Linked DNA regions of Mus musculus: region 1 is linked to region 2. The links are chromatin contacts, called in public Hi-C maps. All regions are on one chromosome and are shown on one strand. The core of a region is the stretch at or near the end of the contact, and the rest is flanking DNA. Distances in the headings are between cores, read along the strand shown.

What was found. Hi-C and Micro-C count contacts between places; a contact is called where the count stands out from the background.
Region 1: a Hi-C map of Th1 cells shows a contact between it and region 2, with 2.4 times the contacts expected there. The contact joins two enhancer-like sites. A contact is called at or near these places in 9 of 484 Hi-C or Micro-C datasets (CD4 T cells, CD8 T cells, the G1E-ER4 cell line and 5 more), 4 of 115 datasets of contacts at active chromatin or transcription factors (CD8 T cells, effector CD8 T cells, embryonic fibroblasts and 1 more) and 1 of 9 other capture datasets (embryonic stem cells).

What each region holds. Positions count from the first base shown.
Region 1 is chr13:93,590,475-93,594,449 of GRCm38.p6, forward strand. No RefSeq gene overlaps it. Among named protein-coding and RNA genes, the nearest start is that of Gm31977, 5.9 kb to the right of the region's middle. Within about 2 kb of position 2,692, at least 45 of the 459 cell types and tissues checked have an H3K27ac peak or open chromatin away from gene starts, as enhancers often do. A contact at or near this core is called in Th1 cells, memory CD8 T cells and regulatory T cells, where this site is marked.
Region 2 is chr13:93,339,010-93,342,722 of GRCm38.p6, forward strand. Homer1 (homer scaffolding protein 1) reads left to right here. Exons shown (of 10, transcript NM_147176.4): 2 at 2,747-2,903. Among named protein-coding and RNA genes, the nearest start is that of Homer1, 37 kb to the left of the region's middle. Within about 2 kb of position 1,997, at least 32 of the 459 cell types and tissues checked have an H3K27ac peak or open chromatin away from gene starts, as enhancers often do. A contact at or near this core is called in Th1 cells, memory CD8 T cells and regulatory T cells, where this site is marked.

The DNA of each region.
Region 1 (3,975 bases), core at 1,442-3,941, 250 kb after region 2:
AGAAATAAAAGGTCCCCAGGAGAGGACACAAGCATCAGAGACCTACTCATCTACCCTCAGGGATCTCGGCACTAAACGGAGAGGACCTGGGAGAGACCTCTGGAGACCCCGTGCACGCTGCTTCGCTCTCTGTGAATTCAGATGCATTTTGCTCAGTTGTTTGAGAAGGCCTTGAGCTCCCGGTGTCCTCTGTCGAGCTCCCACATGGCCCGAGCGTGGCAATCATGGCTCTGGCAGGTCATGCCCGTCCCTCTTTGCTCCTCCATGGTAGAAACCATTAGATTGCGTTCCTAAAGCTAGCCCCAAAGGTCCATTCTCTTATTTGACCACTTCCTCCTTCTGAGGCTCACTACCAAGGTCCAGCTATCAAAGTATCGAAGCCCAGCAGTTCACCCCCAACCTTGTGCTTTTGGGAGCCCTAACTAACATGCTAATCAAAACAAAGCAACTCATCTGTCCACAGGGTTTCCCATTTTTCCTTTATAAATTGTCATTTGCCTACGAGCCATGTCCGTCTCTTCTCTATCCAGAGATAGACCTTTGTCTTTCAGGGACAAATATCCCTTCCCCCTCTTACTCTATATCTCTAGGCTCTCTAGTCTCTGGTTTGTAGTCATCCAAGCAGTGGCAGGTATGGGGTCCATCTCATGGTGTGAGTCTTAAGTCTGAATCAGACATCGGTTGGTTACTCCCACGAGATTTGTGGCATCATTGTCCTAGCATATTTTACAAGCAGGATAGATTAAGAGATCAAAGGTTTTGTGGTTGCTTATGTTCTCTTTTGGTAACCTTCAAAGTACCTTTCCATGTCAAAGACACTATAACACAAAGTGAAGTTTCTATGTAGGCACCAGCTCAACTTCCATGTTCAATGAGTTGTGTGAGCATTGCCTTCAGCAATGGGGCTGTCAGTTTGTGAAGATCAACCTAGTGCTTTGGCAACAGCGTGGGTTAAGAATTTTCATGGGACCCTTCTGGCTAACAACTCAATTGGATGTAACCCAGTCCCAATACTGGAAGCTTTATTTGGTGACAAGAGATAACTGGATGGGACTCCATCTCTCTCATTATTTGGAGATTTTGTTAGGAAACTTCCACTTTGTAGGGAATTTCTACTGAATTAGGTTCCCATACCACCCCTCAAATGTCCCTCAATTCTAGCTGTCTCTTCTCTCATTTGATCCCTTAATCCCATCTCCCCTCCCCATTCCCACCTGCTCCTTCCATTCTTGCCCCCCCCACATCAGTTCCTGTCCAACTATAAAATCTATTCTATTTCCCCTTCCTAGAGAAATTTATATGTCCCTCTAGTCCCTTTCTCTATGCCTAACCTTGCTGGGTATATGGATTATAGCTTGGTTATCATTTATATAATGGCTTATATCTACTTGTATGTATCCACAAGTGAATGCATACCATATTCATCTTTCTGGAGTCTGGGTTATCTCACTCAGGCTGTTTTTTTTTTCTAGTTCCATTTGCTTGCAAATTTCATGATGTCAATTTCTTAACAGGTAATACTCCATTGTGTAAATGTTCCACATTTTCTTTATCCATTCTTCACTTGAGGAACTTCTAGGTTGTTTATAGTCTCTGGCTGTTACGAATAAAGCAGCAACAAATGTGGTTGGCAAGTGTCCTTGTGGTAGGATGGAGCAACCCTTGGGCATATGACCCAGGGTGATAGCTGGATCTTTTTTTAAAAAAGATTTATTTATTTATTATATATAAGTACACTGTAGCTCTTCAGACACTCCAGAATAGGGGAGACTTTTTTGTTTTGTTTTGTTTTGTTTTTATGACAGGGTTTCTCTGTGTAGCCCTGGCTGTCCTGGAATTCACTTTGTAGAACAGGCTGGCCTCGAACTCAGAAATCCACCTGCCTCTGCCTCCCAAGTGCTGGGATGACTTTCATCATGGTGAACTGACTAAATAGGTGTTTCTTCTCTATATTTGAGGATGACTAACTAGTGGACTGCTGTGCCAATCACTCACCTCTCAGCCTTGATGTCTGGCAGACCTGTCTCCTGCCCTTCCTTCCTACGCTGGGGAGCTGACCCTTAAAACTGCAGTGTCCAGCTCCCACATCATTTGGCTTTGGTCAACCAGAATCACAAAAAGATAGGAGCAGGAGAGAAGCCATCTTAGGGTTTCTACTGCTGTGTGAAACAGCATGGCCAAAAACAACTTTGGGAAGAAAGAGTTTGTCTTACATATCCTGAATGGCAGTCCCTTGAGGAAAGCCATGGTAGGAACCCAAATCAGATGGGAACCTGAGGCAGGAGCTGATTCAGGGGCCACAGAGGGGTGCTGCTTACTGGTTACTCCTTTTGACTTTTTAAATCAGATTTTTATAGAACCCAAGACCACCAGCTCAGGGACAGCCCTACCCCCAGTTGGCTACTCTTATCAGCCATTAATTAAGAAAATGCCCTACAGGCTTGCCCACAGCTTGATCTTATGGAGTCATTCTCTCAGTTGGAGTTTCTTCTCAGATGACTGGCTTGTGTCAGTGTAGTGAGTTGAATACTTATGGCCCCCATAGACTCATGTGCTTGAATGCTTGGGGGAGTGGCACTATTAGAAGGTGTATCTTTGTTGGAATAGGTGTGGCCTTGTGGAGGAAGTTTGTAACTGTGGGGGCAGGCTTTGAGGGTTCCTAAGCTCAAGTTATGGCCAGTGTGAGTCTCCTTCTGGCTGCCTTTGGATCAAGATGTAGGACTCTGTGCTCCTCCAGCCCCATGTCTGCCTGCACGCCACAATGCTTCCTGTCATAATGATAATGAACCAAATTTCAGAAACCATAAGCCAGTCCCAATGAAATGTTTTTGTTTATAAGAGTGGATCTTGGTTTCTCTTCACAGCAATAAAACCTGAACTAAGTAAGGCTGACATAAAAACCAGCCAGCACCTCTGTCCCAATCTCATGCTCAGTGGCACCAGCAACAGTAGTTGAATGTCCTTTGTTCTCTAGCATGACAAAGTTCACCTCCCAGCTCTCTGACTAACACACCTCTACGATGCTTCAGCTTTGGGGTGAAAGCCACTTCCTCCTGTCTCCAGTCTGTGGGCTGTCTCAGCTGCCTGTTTCCTCTTTGAGCTTTGTTTATCCTTCTGCAACCACTGCCATAATCACAGTATAGTACTGTACAAACTGTGTACACACTTTGTTCAAAGTATAGCATATGTATGTCATGTCTGAAAGTGCCATCATGAAACCCTACACTTTGTACAGTTAATAAAAAATCCTGGCGAGATGGCTCAGCAGTTAAGAGCACCGACTGCTCTTCCGAAGGTCCTGAGTTCAAATCCCAGCAACCACATGGTGGCTTACAACCATCTGTAATGAGATCTGATGCCCTCTTCTGGTGTGTCTGAAGACAGCTACAGTGTACTTACATATAACAATAAATAAACCTTTAAAAAAAGAAAAAAGAAAAAAATTCTTTCAACTGAGTTGTGTGGTGTGGGTTCTGTTTTCCAGACACAGCTATGAATGATGGAGAGCTTATGACTAGACAAGTCGGGATATGCTAGATGGAGGTGGAAGAAAAGGAAGATTCAGGTTGGATCTCTTTCTCAGATTTTTGGTCTTTGAGACAGGGTTTCTCCGTATAGCCTTGGCTGTCCTGGAACTCACTCTATAGACCAGGCTGGCCTCAAACTCAGAGATCTGCCTGCCTCTGCCTCCCAAGAGCTGGGACAAAGAGGGCGTGCCTCCACCCTCTGGCCTGTTTTCTAGTTTTATTAAACTGGAGACTCATGATAGCCTCTATTCGCCGGGTGGTGGTGGCGCACGCCTTTAATCCCAGCACTTGGGAGGCAGAGACAGGTGGATTTTTGAGTTCGAGGCCAGCCTGGTCTACAAAGTGAGTTCCAGGACAGCCAAGACTATACAGAGAAACCCTGTCTCGAAAAACCAAAAAAAAAAAAAAAAAAAAAAAAAAAAAAAAAAAAAAAAGATAGCCTCTATTC
Region 2 (3,713 bases), core at 747-3,246:
GAACAGCCAGTGTTCTTAGCTACCAAGTAATCTTTCTGGCCCTTGTACTAAAGGGCTTGCTGAATACACAGTGTACTGCGCCCCCTTCCTCCCCACTGGGCCCTGATTTTGTTTTAAACTTCCCCCATGAATTTGTTTCTCCATAAGACGCCTCATTTTACTAGTGTGTTTTATTTTTAAAGAATCTGTGTCCCATCACCAATTCAGAGTGTTCAAGGGCAGAGATCCTGAGCTATATTCCTAGCCTCTATCCCAGTTGTTGCCATGTAGTAGATAATTTTGACTCTTTTGCTCTTACACTGTATCAGATGTTGTAATGGTCTCGTTAGTTCTAGGAGTTCTCTTCTTTGTATTAGTGACCATCGTGTGCTAATGTGGAGAGAGGCAATCTGGTGCCCCATCCATGAGGCTTGCTCTGAAGAGCCGTTTTACCACAAACTCCATCCGCTGTCACTGTTCTGTTTGCTGTTTTGCTTTGCTTTGCTTTGCTTTTCCTATACTCTGTTTCCCTGAAACTTTAAAACACACTTTAAGTTATTTAGAATAAAATTTGATTTATTTAGATTTAAACATTAAATATTCCTGGTTAAAAGTTGAGCCAGGAATGGTGACTCACCTACTGTAATCACAGGCCTCAGAAAGCTAGGGCAGGAGGATCTTGAGTTCAAAACTAGCCTGGGCTGCAATAGCAAGACCTCTCCCCTGGCCCGTCTCTCTCTCTCAAAAAATGACAAGTTAAAATTTTTAGGATCTTGAGCTGCTTCAAAAAAGAAAGGTATGCAACAAAGTGAAAAAGATGAGGTTTGTTTGAACTAAGGAAAAACAGATAGCAAATATAAACTGATAAGTGTTGTTTCCCAAACTTGTTTACTCAGAACTTGGAAGTTTGGACTATAGTGTTCCTGTTATTTGCAGGTTGTCTTGTGCCCTACCTTTCCACCTTATAATATTATTTTGAGCTTTGATTAGGTTTTGTTTTTCTATTTGTAACTTTGCTGTACATTTTTAGATCCTACGTGATTTAAGAAAGTGCCGTCTGTGGTTTTGAGTTGGTCCTCCATAGACTTTTCAGGAAAGGATAGTATATTGAAGGGGACCTTTCAGTTAGTACAGAATGATGCATGGGGTGTAAATGTAAAATGTTACAGCAGGGTCAAATGGAAGGACTTCTTGACTTTATAGTCTAGTCTACGGTATATCCTACTAGTCATAACAACCAGGATCTGTAAAGGTTCTAGGAATACCTAATTAGCAAATGGTGAACTTTTGCTCCTAGGGAATATTATGTCATGTTTCTATAAGCCTCTCATCACATTTTTATAAACCAGTCAGTTCATAACATTGTTTCACATACAGTTCTCACACGTCTGTCTGTCTGTCTGTCTTTCTTTCTTTCACTTTCTCTTTCTTTCTCTCTCTCTTTTCTTTCTTTCTTTCTTCTTTTCTTTTCTTTTCTTTTCTTTTCTTTTCTTTTCTTTTCTTTTCTTTTCTTTTCTTTCTTTCTTTCTTCTTCCCTTCCCTTCCCTTCCCTCCCCTCCCCTCCCCTCCCCTTCCCTTCCCTTCTCTCTTTCTTTATTTTCTCTTTCTTTCTTTCTTTCTTTTTTCTATCAATCTATCTAATTTATTTATAGACATGGTCTCTCATTATGTTTGCAGCTCAGTTTGGACTTGAGCTTAAAGATTCCATGTCTCTGCTTCCTAAATGCTGGGAGCACAACACCCAGTTGATGTGTGCTTTCATTTATTATTGTTGCTGCTTTAACATTGAACACGTGACCAATTATAGTATGAGTTATGCCTGAGTCAAGCTTATCTAACACACTTTTCTCCATAAGGCACATTAACTTTCCACCATGAGTATGTAGCACTTAGAAGCACTTCAACATTTTGCTGAGGGGCCATTTTAAGCAGTGAAAGCATCTACAATGGCACAGAAATGCAAAAAAAAAAAAAAAAAAAAAAAAAAAGCTAAACAAACCACTAAAAAGACAGCTGCTTGTATAGTCTGAGTGCTGAAACAAGATGGCAGTATTGTCTTGTTCATCTTCTGGTGGAAAGTATAGGCTAGGTGAGTCCCGTTTCCCAGTGTTCTGTGTATACAGCAAAAACTTAAAAAAAAAAAAGCCACAAGTTCTTACTTGACTATTAAGTTTGGTTCTTCACTGCTTTGATAAAACAATAACCAAAAGCAGCTTGGGGGAGGAAGTGGTTTATTTGGCTTAGTGCTTACAGTTCATTATTGAGGAAAGCCTGGACGGGACCTGAAGCAGGACCTGAAGCAGGACTTACAGATGAACATTGCGACTGCCTTGCCTAGCTTACTTTCTGACACAACCCACAACCACCTGTTCAAAGGTGGCATGGCCAACATTGAGCTGGACACCCCCTGCCCCATGAATCCTTAATCAAAAAATATTCCTCAGAGACTGCATCCAAAAGCCAATTCAATGCATGCAATTCCTGAGTTGAGGTTTCCTCTTCAGGTGACTCTAGTGGTGTCGAGTTGACAGAAGCCTGCAGAGTTACTGATGACGTTAGTGGGTAACTGAATTCATGTGTACAGAATCTCTGAGTAGCAAGAATCGGGTGTAATTGTTTTAACAAAGTTTATATTGGACTACTTACACTTCATACTGGAAAGAAAGATTATTTTATTTGCGGATATATGTAAGTTTCTCGTTAATGTAGTCACTTGTATAGCTTTTATGTTCACTTGTCTAATGAAGTAAAACTGTTCTTTCCTCAGGGAGCAACCTATCTTCAGCACTCGAGCTCATGTCTTCCAGATTGACCCGAACACAAAGAAGAACTGGGTACCCACCAGCAAGCATGCAGTTACTGTATCTTATTTTTATGACAGCACAAGAAATGTGTATAGGATAATCAGTTTAGATGGCTCAAAGGTAAGCTACATTTACTTCAAATAATCTTACTCTCTTGCTTTGTACAACATAGAAGTTCAGTTTCATTCATATTTCTGTTTTCATTAAAATATTTCTTCTAGACTTTTTGAAGCTTAACTTTAGAAAACAAAAAGTGATTATTCTTAGAGTAATAGCATTTTCCCCTCAAGTTATTTGTAGAAACTAACTCCCTTATTATATTGAGTTATATGAAGCAACATAGTCTTCAGCTTTATGATGGGTTAGTTTATTTAATGAACATCCCTGGCATCTCTGTTTTGTATTAATGTTAAATGATAAGAAAATTTCTGTCAGTCACTGTTTCATTATTAGAACAGTACCAGCTATCAGAAAGGCATTTATTTAGCTTTACAGTTTGAAGGCTAACAATCCAAAGGATATATAGCCCTAGCTCCCTGATCTTCTCTTGGTTGCAGCACTGTATGACTTGATAATATTAACTAACGTATGGGTTAGCAAGTAATTACATTCAGAGCCGGTGGAGCTGAGTGGGGTCAGGCCTGCTGTCTTTATGACAGTCCATGCAGTAGAATTGAAGGAGTTCTTAAGAGTTACCCTCCTACAGCATATTTCCACTGTCCTGATTACCTACCTCTAGGTCCTGCACGTACTTGAATGTTCTAGAATACCTTCAGATCACAGAATCAGGGGGCAGGGAGCTAAGGACCTGGGTTTGGATCCCAACACCCACACAGAATCTCTAGGTCCGGGATCTGACACCCCTTTCTGATCTCTGCAGGCACCAGGCACACACGTGGCAAAATACTCATAAACATTAAGTAAATAAAT